Regions from separate parts of the Dromaius novaehollandiae genome. Here region 2 is linked to region 1. Evidence: chromatin contacts called from public Hi-C data. All regions are on one chromosome and are shown on one strand. The core of a region is the stretch at or near the end of the contact, and the rest is flanking DNA. Distances in the headings are between cores, read along the strand shown. Region 1 holds the start of LOC112996365 (homeobox protein notochord-like). Region 2 holds the start of EMX1 (empty spiracles homeobox 1).

Region 1 (4,904 bases), core at 1,761-4,260:
CACCGAGAACCCAGGCAGCTGGCTGGATGGGGGAATGTCTATTTTAAACTGCCTAAAGCCATCACGAGTGTTATTTGGAGAAGAGCTGGACAAAGTTAAACCAGTTAAGTGCGTGTGGGGGGTGAAATCACGTAAGTGAATTACTTGAGAGTGACATTTACAGCTAAATTCCAGATTCCTTGTGGAGGGAAAAGGTGGTAGGGTGGCTTAATACACAGATAGGGAGGAGGGAGCCTTCAGCTTGCAGTTTCAAGCTGCTAAATGCTCAGGGAAGCATCAAGAGCTACTTTACTTCATGGCTCACAGAAGAACCAGGGCAGGCAAGCCAAGCAGGAACAACCACATTTGCTCTGAAGTCTCTCTAAACAAAGAGTTGCATAAATAATTTATTTTCGCACTGCAAAAATAATTGCTGCCCTGTATATATTAGATACACTCATTGCCAGCTATGATACATTAATATAATACACGTGGGAAATGTGGCCCGAAGAAGCAGTTCAGCAGCTCGTTGCAACAGTCTGTCCAGGGGGCTGTGCGGTCGCTGTCTCTGAGCAAGGGGACGGTGTGGTGTCTTCCCGACTGTCCTCTGCCGGGAAGTCCCCGTCTTCCTCACCATGGTGGCTCTGCGAGTCCGGGCTCCTCTGCGGGGTAGCCAAGCCCATTTTGGCCAGTTTGGCTTGTTGCTGTTCCAGGCTTTGTTTTCTCCACTTGATCCTCCGGTTTTGGAACCAGACTTTCACCTGAGGAAGAGGCAAAGCTTGGCTTTTAAACCCAGCTTCTCCACAGGGCTATGATCTGCTAAACCTCAGCTCAGGCTAAGGCCAGACACTACAAAACTCCTGAATTACACTCAGCCTCAGAGATGTTCCCCTGGCTGATCAGGAGGACAGATATCCCCTGCCATGCTCCAGCCCCTCCCACACACATCCCTAATTCAGGGGCTCAATCCTGCTCCAGCTGAAATTAAACCCTGGCTCAATTTCAGGTTTTTTGGTTCTTTGCCTTCAGCGGTCAGGTGAAGTTTCAGTATTGTGTAGCACCAGGGGGATGAAAAACTGTACAGTTAAATCCAGGGGCTGAACCCGCTTTGATCTGGTGGCTGTCAGCAGCAGAGAAGATCCTGCATTAGCTCAGGACCCAAGTTCAACCCCTCCATGCAGCCCTGGCATTGCCACTTCTCAGACTGTTTCCCCAGCTGTGAGCATTTTTATTTAAAGTATTTAGATATGATTTAGAGGAAAATGTAGAGGATTGAGAGGAATCACAATTACAGAGGGATTATAATTACATTTTAGAGGAAAAGCCCATTTTCTGAGCACACCTTGAAACAGGAGCCCAGCCCTGCACTGAGAATACTGATGTGATAAGAAGCTGCAAGTAACCCCTCCGGGAGAGCTTCCCACCTCCCAGGACATGTCACCGTCCAAGGACACAGCCAAATTTCCGTGGAGCAACACCTTGCCCTCCCTCCAGTCCCAGAGGAGGGAAAACCCAGCCCCAGGGCAGAACTTGGTGGCCAGGAGTGATGGAGCAGCTACGCAGCTCCAGACCCCATCCCAGGTTCTCGCTTTGGACTTTTCTCCCCAAACAAGGGGAGAATTCCCATTGCATACTCAGGATCAGGAACCCCCCGCAAAAAGGAGGGACCCTTGGGGTGGCGGGAGACGGCAGGAGAGCGGCGGGGCCTTACCTGCTCCTCGGTGAGGTGGAGGGCCGCGGCGAGCAGGCACCGCTCCGCGCCCACCATGTACTGCTGCCGGGCAAACTCCTTCTCCAGCCGGGCCAGCTGCTCGCTGGTGAAGATGGTCCGCACCCGCTTGGCTTTGCCCGCCTTGGCCTTGAAGATGGGGAAGCAGCACTTGGACAGCAGGTAGCCTGGAGAAGAGAGCGGGGTGAGTCAAGAGGGACAGAGAGGCACCTCGGGGGGGGGGGGGTCCCCTACAGAAGGGTCCAGAAGGGTGGGGTCCTCCACTTTGGAGAGCTCCTGGGGGGGGTCCCCTCTATGGGGTGGGGGGGTGATGGGAAGACCCTCTTTAGAGAGGGCTCCATTTGGAGGGGTCCCTGTGGCAGGTCCCCATGGAGGGTCCCCATGGCAGGGGATGCAGCAGGAAGGTCCCTGAGGAGGGTCCTCATAGAGGGTCCCATCGCAGGGGAGGCAGCAAGAGGGTCCCCGAGGAGGGTCCCCATGGAAGGTCCCCTCTCAGGGGAGGCAGCTGGAGGGTCCCCCATGGCAGGTCCCCTCAGGAGGGTCCCCATGGCAGGTCCCCACAGCAGGTCTCCTCAGGAGGGTCCCCACAGCTGATCCCCCCTCAGGAGGCAGCAGGAGGGTCTCCCCTCAAGAAGGTCCCCACAGAGGGTCTCCTCAGGAGGGTCCCCCCCCACAGCAGGTCTCCTCAGGAGGGTCTCCCCTCAAGAAGGTCCCCACAGCAGGTCTCCTCAGGAGGGTCCCCACAGCCGGTCCCCCCTCAGGAGGCAGCAGGAGGGTCTCCCCTCAAGAAGGTCCCCACAGCAGGTCTCCTCAGGAGGGTCCCACCCCACAGAAGGTCTCCTCAGGAGGGTCCCCCCCCACAGCAGGTCTCCTGAGGAGGGTCCCCACAGCCGGTCCCCCCTCAGGAGGCAGCAGCAGGGTCTCCCCTCAAGAAGGTCCCCACAGCCGGTCCCCCCTCAGGAGGGTCCCCACAGCCGGTCCCCACAGCCGGTCCCCCCTCAGGAGGCAGCAGCAGGTCCCCCCCGAGGAGGCTCCGCCATTTCGCGCCCCCGCGGCAGGGCAGGGCAGGGCCGGGCCGGGCCGTACCGGTGGCGCCGAGGCGGGCGGGCCAGGCGGGCGGCCCGCAGCAGGCGGCGCAGAGCGGCGGCGGGGCCGGGGCCGGGGGTGGTGGCGGCGGCGGCGGGGCGGCGGCGGGCGCCCCCCAGCGCGGCGGGGCGGCGGGAGGCGGCGGCGAGGCGCGGCCCAGCAGCGCCGCGATGGTGAAGGCCTGGCCGGGCGGCGGCGGCGGCCCCGGGGCCGGCATGGCGGCGGGAGCTGCGCGGGGGGCGCCGCCGCCCGCCTTTATAGCCCGCCGCGGGGAGGGTCCCGCCGGGCCCCTCTGCCCCGAGGGGCGGGGAGCGGCGGCGCGGCCCGGCCCCGCGCCCGCGGGACCCTGCGCTCGGCCTGGGGCTGCCCCCAGCATGTCCCCTGCCCCTGGTGTGGGGTCATCACCGTGTCCCCTGCCCTCGGCATGGGGCTGCCCCCCCTCGGCATTGCGGTTGTCCCCAATGTGTCCCCTGCCCTTGGTGTGGGGCTGCCCCCCAATGGGTCCCCTGCCCCTGGTGTGGGGTCATCACCGTGTCCCCTGCCCCTGGCATGGGGCTGCCCCCCAATGGGTCCCCTGCCTCTGGTGTGGGGTCATCACCGTGTCCCCTGCCCTCGGCATGGGGCTGCCCCCCCTCGGCATTGCGGTTGTCCCCAATGTGTCCCCTGCCCTTGGTGTGGGGCTGCCCCCCAATGGGTCCCCTGCCCCTGGTGTGGGGTCATCACCGTGTCCCCTGCCCTCGGCATGGGGCTGCCCCCCCTCGGCATTGCGGTTGTCCCCAATGTGTCCCCTGCCCTTGGTGTGGGGCTGCCCCCCAACGGGTCCCCTGCCCTTGCTGTGGGGTTGTCACCATGTCCCCTGCCCTCAGCATGGGGCTGCCCCCCAATGTGTCCCCTGCCCTTGGCGTGGCGCTGACCCCAACATGTCCCCTGCCCTTGGTGTGGGGCTGCCCCCAACGGGTCCCCTGACCTTGGTGTGGGGTCATCACCATGTCCCCTGCCCTCGGCATGGGGCTGCCCCCCAGTGTGTCCCCTGCCCTTGGCGTGGGGCTGACCCCAACATGTCCCCTGCCCTTGGTGTGGGGCTGCCCCCCAATGTGTCCCCTGACCTTGGTGTGGGGTCATCACCATGTCACCTGCCTTTGGTGTGGGGCTGCCCCCCAATGGGCCCACTGCCCTTGGTGTGGGGTCATTGCCATGTCCCCTGCCTTCGGCATGGGGCTGCCCCCAATGTGTCCCCTGCCCTCAGCATGGGGTCATCACCGTGTCCCCTGCCCTTGGTGTGGGGCTGTCCCCCAATGGGTCCCCTGACCTTCATGTGGGGCTGTCCCCCAATGGGTCCCCTTGCCCTCAGCATGGGGTGGTCAGCATGTCCCCTGACCTCAGTGTGGGGTTGTCCCCCAACATGTCCTCTGCCTTCACCACGGGGTTGTCCCCCATGTGTGCCGCTGCCCTCAGCGTGGGGTGGTCACTGTGTCCCCTGCCCTTGGTGTGGGGTTGTCACCGTGTCCCCTGCCCTCAGCGTGGGGCTGTCCCCCATGTCCTCTTTCCCTGCAGGAGGCTCTGGCCCCCAAGTGGGGCAGGAACGGGGGTGTGGGGCCAGCGTCACCCCAAGGCCCCCACTCAGCAAGCCCGGGGGGACGTGGGGAGCGGGGCCTCGTGGTGGCCCTCCATCCCCTTGAGCCATCAGCAGGCCCGACCCTTTCTGCCACGGGGGCAGAGCCATGGCGGGGCCAGCGAGGCGAAGGGACGTGACCAGGGACGTGCTCGGAGGCGGTGGCGGAGCCGGGGGTGGTCCCGCGCCCCTGGCAGGGCCCTGCTGATGGGATTCAGATGGTCATTAGGTTTTGAGGGTCTTAAAATCGCGCAGCTTCTGCTAACGAGCTGGGAAAAGTCACACCTTGGTCCCTGGCCCGGCGGGGGAGCGGGCCCCCGGCAAAAGCCCCCCCCCGCCACGCTTCGCCGTTTTATTGGGGAGGAAATGGGACTGGGGGGGGGGGTCCGAGAGCCGGGCCCACGTCTGCAGGAGGCCCCCGGCCCCATTTCACGAGGAGGCACTTTCCCTTTTTCCCTCCCTTTTTTTCCCTCTCCCTCCCGCCCAGGTTGCTCAGCA
Region 2 (4,904 bases), core at 1,741-4,240, 170 kb after region 1:
GCCGGCAGCGGGGGGGCTCGCTGCCCCCGTCCCCCTGTGCCCCGTCCCGGTCCCCGCGGCTCCTGCCTTCCCGTCCCGTCCCGTCCCGTCCCGTCCCGTCCCCTGCGTTCCCACGGTGTGGCCTGACACGGGAAGGCAAGGCAAGGTGAAAGGAAGAGAAGGAAAGAATGAACAGAGAAAGAAAGAGAGAGAAAGAGAGAGGGAGAGAGAGAGAGACAGAAGAAGGTAAAAGAGGGAGAAAGAGAGAACGAAAGAGAAGAAAGCAAGAGAAAGCAAGAAACATGGAGAGGAAAAGCTGAGAAAGAGAAAGAGCAAAAGAAAACTGAGAAAGAGAAAAACCCGAGGAAGGAGAGCAAAGGAGAGGAAAGAGAAAGAAAGAGAAAGAAAGAGAAAGAAAGAGAAAGAGAAAGAGAAAGAAAGAGAAAGAAAGAGAAAGAGAAAGGGAAAAGAGAGAAAGAGAGAGAAAAGAGAAAGAGAAAAGAGAAAGAGAAAAAAGAAAGAGAAAAGAGAAAGAGAAAAGAAAGAAAGAAAGAGAAAGAAAGAGAAAGAGAGAGAAAGAGAGAGAAAGAGAGAGAAAGAGAGAGAAAGAGAGAGAAAGAGAGAGAAAGAAAAAGAGAAAGAGAAAAAGAGAAAGAGAAAAAGAGAAAGAGAAAGAAAGAGAGAAAGAGAAAAAGAGAGAGAAAGAGAAAGAAATAGAGAAGGAAAGAGGGAACGAAGGAAGGAACGAACGAGCCCAGACACACGGAAGAAGCCTCGGGGCCGGCGGCAGCAGCGGCAGCGCAGCCAGAGCCGGTCGGGCCGGGCCGGGGGCAGCGCGGGCAGCGGAGCGGGGCCGGGAGCGGAGCGGAGCGGGGCCGGGGGCAGCGGGAGCCGCGGCGGGGTCGCAGCGCCGACGCGTAAGGAGCGCGGAGAACCGCGGGCGGCAGGAAAGAGGGAAGGGGAAGGGAGGAAAACGGAGGAAGGGAGGAAGGAGGGAAGAGAACGAGGAAGAGAGAACGAACGAGAGAAGGAGAGAGAGAAAGAGAGACAGACAAGTAAAAAGAGAAAGGAATAGAAGGAATAAGGGAAATAAGGAATAAAGGAGACAGAAAGGAAGGAAGAAGAAAGGAAAGAAAGAAGAGAGGAGAGAGAAGGAGAGAGAAAAAAGGAAAGAAGAAAAAAGGAAAGAAGGAAAAAAGGAAAGAAGGAAAAAAGGAAAGAAGGAAAAAAGGAAAGAAGGAAAAAAGGAAAGAAGGAAAAAAAGAAAAGAAGGGAAAAAAGGAAAGGGAAAGAAAGCGCCTTTTGGAGATGAGATCGAGCGAAATCTTTCCCTTCATTTCAGAGCAGCAACAGCCCCAACTCTCTCCCCGGCAGACGCGCCCCCCCGGCCGGCAGGGCCGCGCGGGGCCCCCGGCCGCGCTCTCCGCGCTCTCCGCGCCCGCGGACGGCGCATTTCGTTGTCGGGAGCCGGGCGCGGGGCTGCGAAAGGCACCGGGGCCCGGGGGGGGGGGGGGGGGCAGATGCGCCCTGTCACTGCCCGGCCGTGCAAAAGCACCGCGGTCCCGGCGTGCGGGCAGAGGCCCCCCGGGTGCAGCCGCGGCCGTGTGCGCGGGTGCGCTGCCGCCGCGGTCTCGGCACCCCCCGGGCCGCCCCCGCCGCCCGGAGGCTCCGCGGCAACAGGTCCAACCCGCCGGGGGGGGCGCGGGGGGGGGGGGCGGCTCCGCGGGGCCCCGACGGCGGCTCACCTTGGAAGCGGTGCCCGAAGAAGCGGTTGCGCAGCACCCAGGGGTAGAAGTTGAGCGGGTCGCGGTGCTGCGGCCCGAAGAAGGCGGGCGGCGGCGGCAGCTGCGGCGGCCCCACGGGCAGCGCCGGGTGCCCCACGGCCTCGGGGAAGACGAGCTCGGCGCCGCCGTACAGCGAGCGCCCGGCGGCTCCCGCGAAGCCGGCGGCGAAGGCGGCGGCGTCGGGGCCGGGGCCGGCGTAGGGCAGCGCGGCGGGGCGCAGCGGCTCGTCGGCGCTCAGCGGCGCGTCCTTGGCCACCAGCGACTCGATGGTGAAGCAGCGCTTCGCGGACGGCTGGAACATGGTGCGCGCCGGCGGGGGGGGGGGGGGGGGGCCGGGGGGGGGGCGCGGGGGGGGCTGTTCCTGCGCGGGCGCGCGCGCGGCGGGCGCGGGCACGAGGCCTCCGCGGGGCAGCGCGGACGCGCGCACACGCGCGGGCCCCCCCCGGGCGCCCCCCGCTCCGCCGGCCGCGGTGCCCGGCGCTGCCCGCACCCCCGGGGCCGCCGCCGCCGCGCCGCAAATAAAGCCGGTACCTGGCGCGGGCCGGCGCGATGGGCGGACTCACCTGCCGCGGGCGCGGGGAGGGCGCGGGGGGGCGCGCAGGGGGGCGCCGGGGGAGCGGGGGGGGGGGGGGGGGGCCGAGGCGCGGCGAGAGCGCCCGAAAAGCCGGACTGGAGCCGCTGCCCGGAGAAGCGCCGCGAAGTTGGCGGCCGGAGCGCCGCGGCTGCGCCGCCCCTGCGCGCCCGCGGAGAGGTCCCCCGCGGAGCCGCTCGCTCTTTCCCTAAAAAACAGGAAAAAAAGGGAAAAAGTGATTTTTTCCCCCCCCTCCTTTAAAAAAAAAAAATTATCCTTCGCGGCGGTTCGTAACTCCCCAGCTGCTCGCAGGACCCGCCGGGCTTTGGGTGGGAGGGGAAGGGAGGTGAAGCCCGACCCTCTCCCCCCCCTCCCCTCCCCTCCCGCGGCCGCGGCCCGGCGGCGCAAACTGCGCGCCGCTCAACGCGACGCCCCCCCCCCCCCCGACAACAGCGCGCTCTGCCCGCGGGCCGCGGATAAACCCGGGGGGAGGGGGGGAAAAAAAGGGAAAAAGGAGAGGGGGGGGGAAATTTTTAAAAAGTCACGGTTTGGGGCTGGTTTTCCGCCGGCGCCCAAAGGCCGCGGTGAGGGGCGCGGCGGGGCGCGGGCGCGCAGCCCCCGCGCGGGCCCGTCCCGAGTTCGCGCCGCAGTTTGCCGCTGCTTCGCCGGGCGCCGGCGGCTCGGCGGAGTTTTGTTCCCCCCCCCCGCCGCGGAGGAGGGGGCCCTGCCCTCCCCTCCCCTCCCGCACAAAGCGGGTTTAAAGTCTATTTTCCACTTGGCTGGAGCGAAATGCGCCGGGCGGCACCGCGGCCGCGGCCTCCCGCCGCAGAGGCAGCGCTGCAGCGCGGAGCGAAACCGCGGCCCGGCGCGGCCCGGCCCCGCTCGCCGCCTCCCTGCGCCCGCGGAGCCCTGCGCGGCCGCGGCGCCTCCACGGACGGGGCACCGCGAGGCTGCGCGGGGCGGCGGGGGTAAATTCAAAGAAATGCAGAATTGAGCGGGTAGAAACGGAGCAAGCGCCTTGCCGGACCGATTTTGTTTTCCCCCTCTCTCCGAGGAGGCGAAAGAGAGAAAAATAATCTATATTTTTTATATATATAATTTTATTTTATTTTTTATATATATCTATATAAATGCAATTAAAGAAGAGGGCTGGTGGAGAGGGCACTCGGCGGGGAGGACGGTGCACCCGAAGAGGGAAGGGAAGGGAAGGGAAGGGAAAGGAAGGGAAGGGAAGGGAAGGGAGCGGAGCCCGAGGACGGGCGATGCGGGGACGGCGCCCGGCTCGGATGCAGCAGCCGCCGCGCCAGGGAGCGGGTACCGCGTCCGGACGATTTTGGAGAAGAGTAATTTAATTTAATTTAATTCGATTTAATTTGATTTAATTTAATTTGATTTTTTTTCCGGGCGGCAGCTGCGGCTTTCCGTGCGATCCCGCCGGGCCCGGGGCAGCGCTCCGGCCTCCGCCGCCCCTTGCGCGCCGCTGCGCGCCCGCCCGCGGGAAGGCGCGGGGCCCCCGTTTCGTTGCGCGCGGATCTCGCCGGGCTTTAACACCCGCTGCGGGGGGGGGGAAAAAATCCTCCCAGGCGCTGGCTGCTCGCAGAGGTAATTCCCACCGGGCCGGGTGTCTGCTGCGCATCTCCCCTTCCTAATGCCCGAGGAAAGAGCTTTTTTTTCCCTTTTTTCCCTTTCTTTCAGTTTTTTCTTTTTTCTTCTTTTTTTCTTTTTCTTTTTCTTTTTTTTTGCTTTTTTGCTTTTTTTTTTTTTTTGCTTTTTTTTTGCTTTTTCCCCGATGCCGCTTGAGCCGGGGCACAAAGCGTTTCGCTCACTCTCCCTCCGAGATTTTCGCCGGCCGCAGTCGCGGCTCGCTGCCCGCCGGGGCCGGGGCCGGGGCCGGGGCCGGGGCCGGCGGCGCGTCCCGGGGCTCCGCAGCCTCCCTCCCTCCCTGCCTCCCTCCGCGGAGCCCGAGGGCCGCGGCCGGGCTTTCCGCGGCTCCCGGCGGGGAGGGAAACCCGCACCCGCGGCCGCGCTGCCGGCAGTTTGCTGCCGCCGCTCCGGGGCCGCGCAGAGCCCGCTGCCCCCTTCCCCCTCCGCGGCAGCGCAATTCCCGCGGGGATAAAGCGCGGAGCCCCCCGGCCGCGGACGAGGCTGGTTGCAAGGAAAACTTCAGCCTCTGCCCGAAAAGGGCTCCGGGTGGAGGAGAAAAACATTTTCTTTTCAACGAAAGCGGCACCGGCCGCGGCGCTGCATGGGGGGCAGCTGGCTGGGGGGCACGCAGGGCCGCCCCGGGGGCTGCTGCTCCCTGCCAGGGGGGTCTGGGGGGGGGCGGGGGAAGGTGATGCCCCTTCAAATATGACGGTGATGTTTTTCCAAGGAGCAAACGAAAGAGGAGTGAAAAAGTGGGAGAGCGGGAGAGGACGGGCACCGCCAACCAGCCCCGGGGCTGGCGATCAGGGGCTGCCCGTGGGGATGCTCGGGGCGAGCACGCAGGCAGCGGGGCCCTCTGCCCCCCGGCACCCCCAGCCCTGGCCGGCCCCGCTGCCTGCTTGCCCCCTCCCCAGCCCCGACCCCAC

Evidence for each region. Hi-C and Micro-C count contacts between places; a contact is called where the count stands out from the background.
Region 2: a Hi-C map of brain shows a contact between it and region 1, with 5 times the contacts expected there. The contact joins the promoter of EMX1 here to the promoter of LOC112996365 in region 1. A contact is called at or near these places in 2 of 4 Hi-C or Micro-C datasets (brain and liver).

The regions. Positions count from the first base shown.
Region 1 is chr4:86,306,758-86,311,661 of bDroNov1.hap1, forward strand. It overlaps LOC112996365 (homeobox protein notochord-like), which reads right to left and starts at 3,011. Exons shown (of 3, transcript XM_064511774.1): 1 at 2,795-3,011; 2 at 1,691-1,875; 3 at 354-740. The coding sequence starts at 3,011. The coding sequence ends at 498.
Region 2 is chr4:86,478,795-86,483,698 of bDroNov1.hap1, forward strand. EMX1 (empty spiracles homeobox 1) reads right to left here and starts at 2,991. Exons shown (of 3, transcript XM_064511670.1): 1 at 1,725-2,991. The coding sequence starts at 2,064. It overlaps LOC135328331 (a long non-coding RNA gene), which reads left to right and starts at 1,925. Exons shown (of 2, transcript XR_010389173.1): 1 at 1,925-2,065.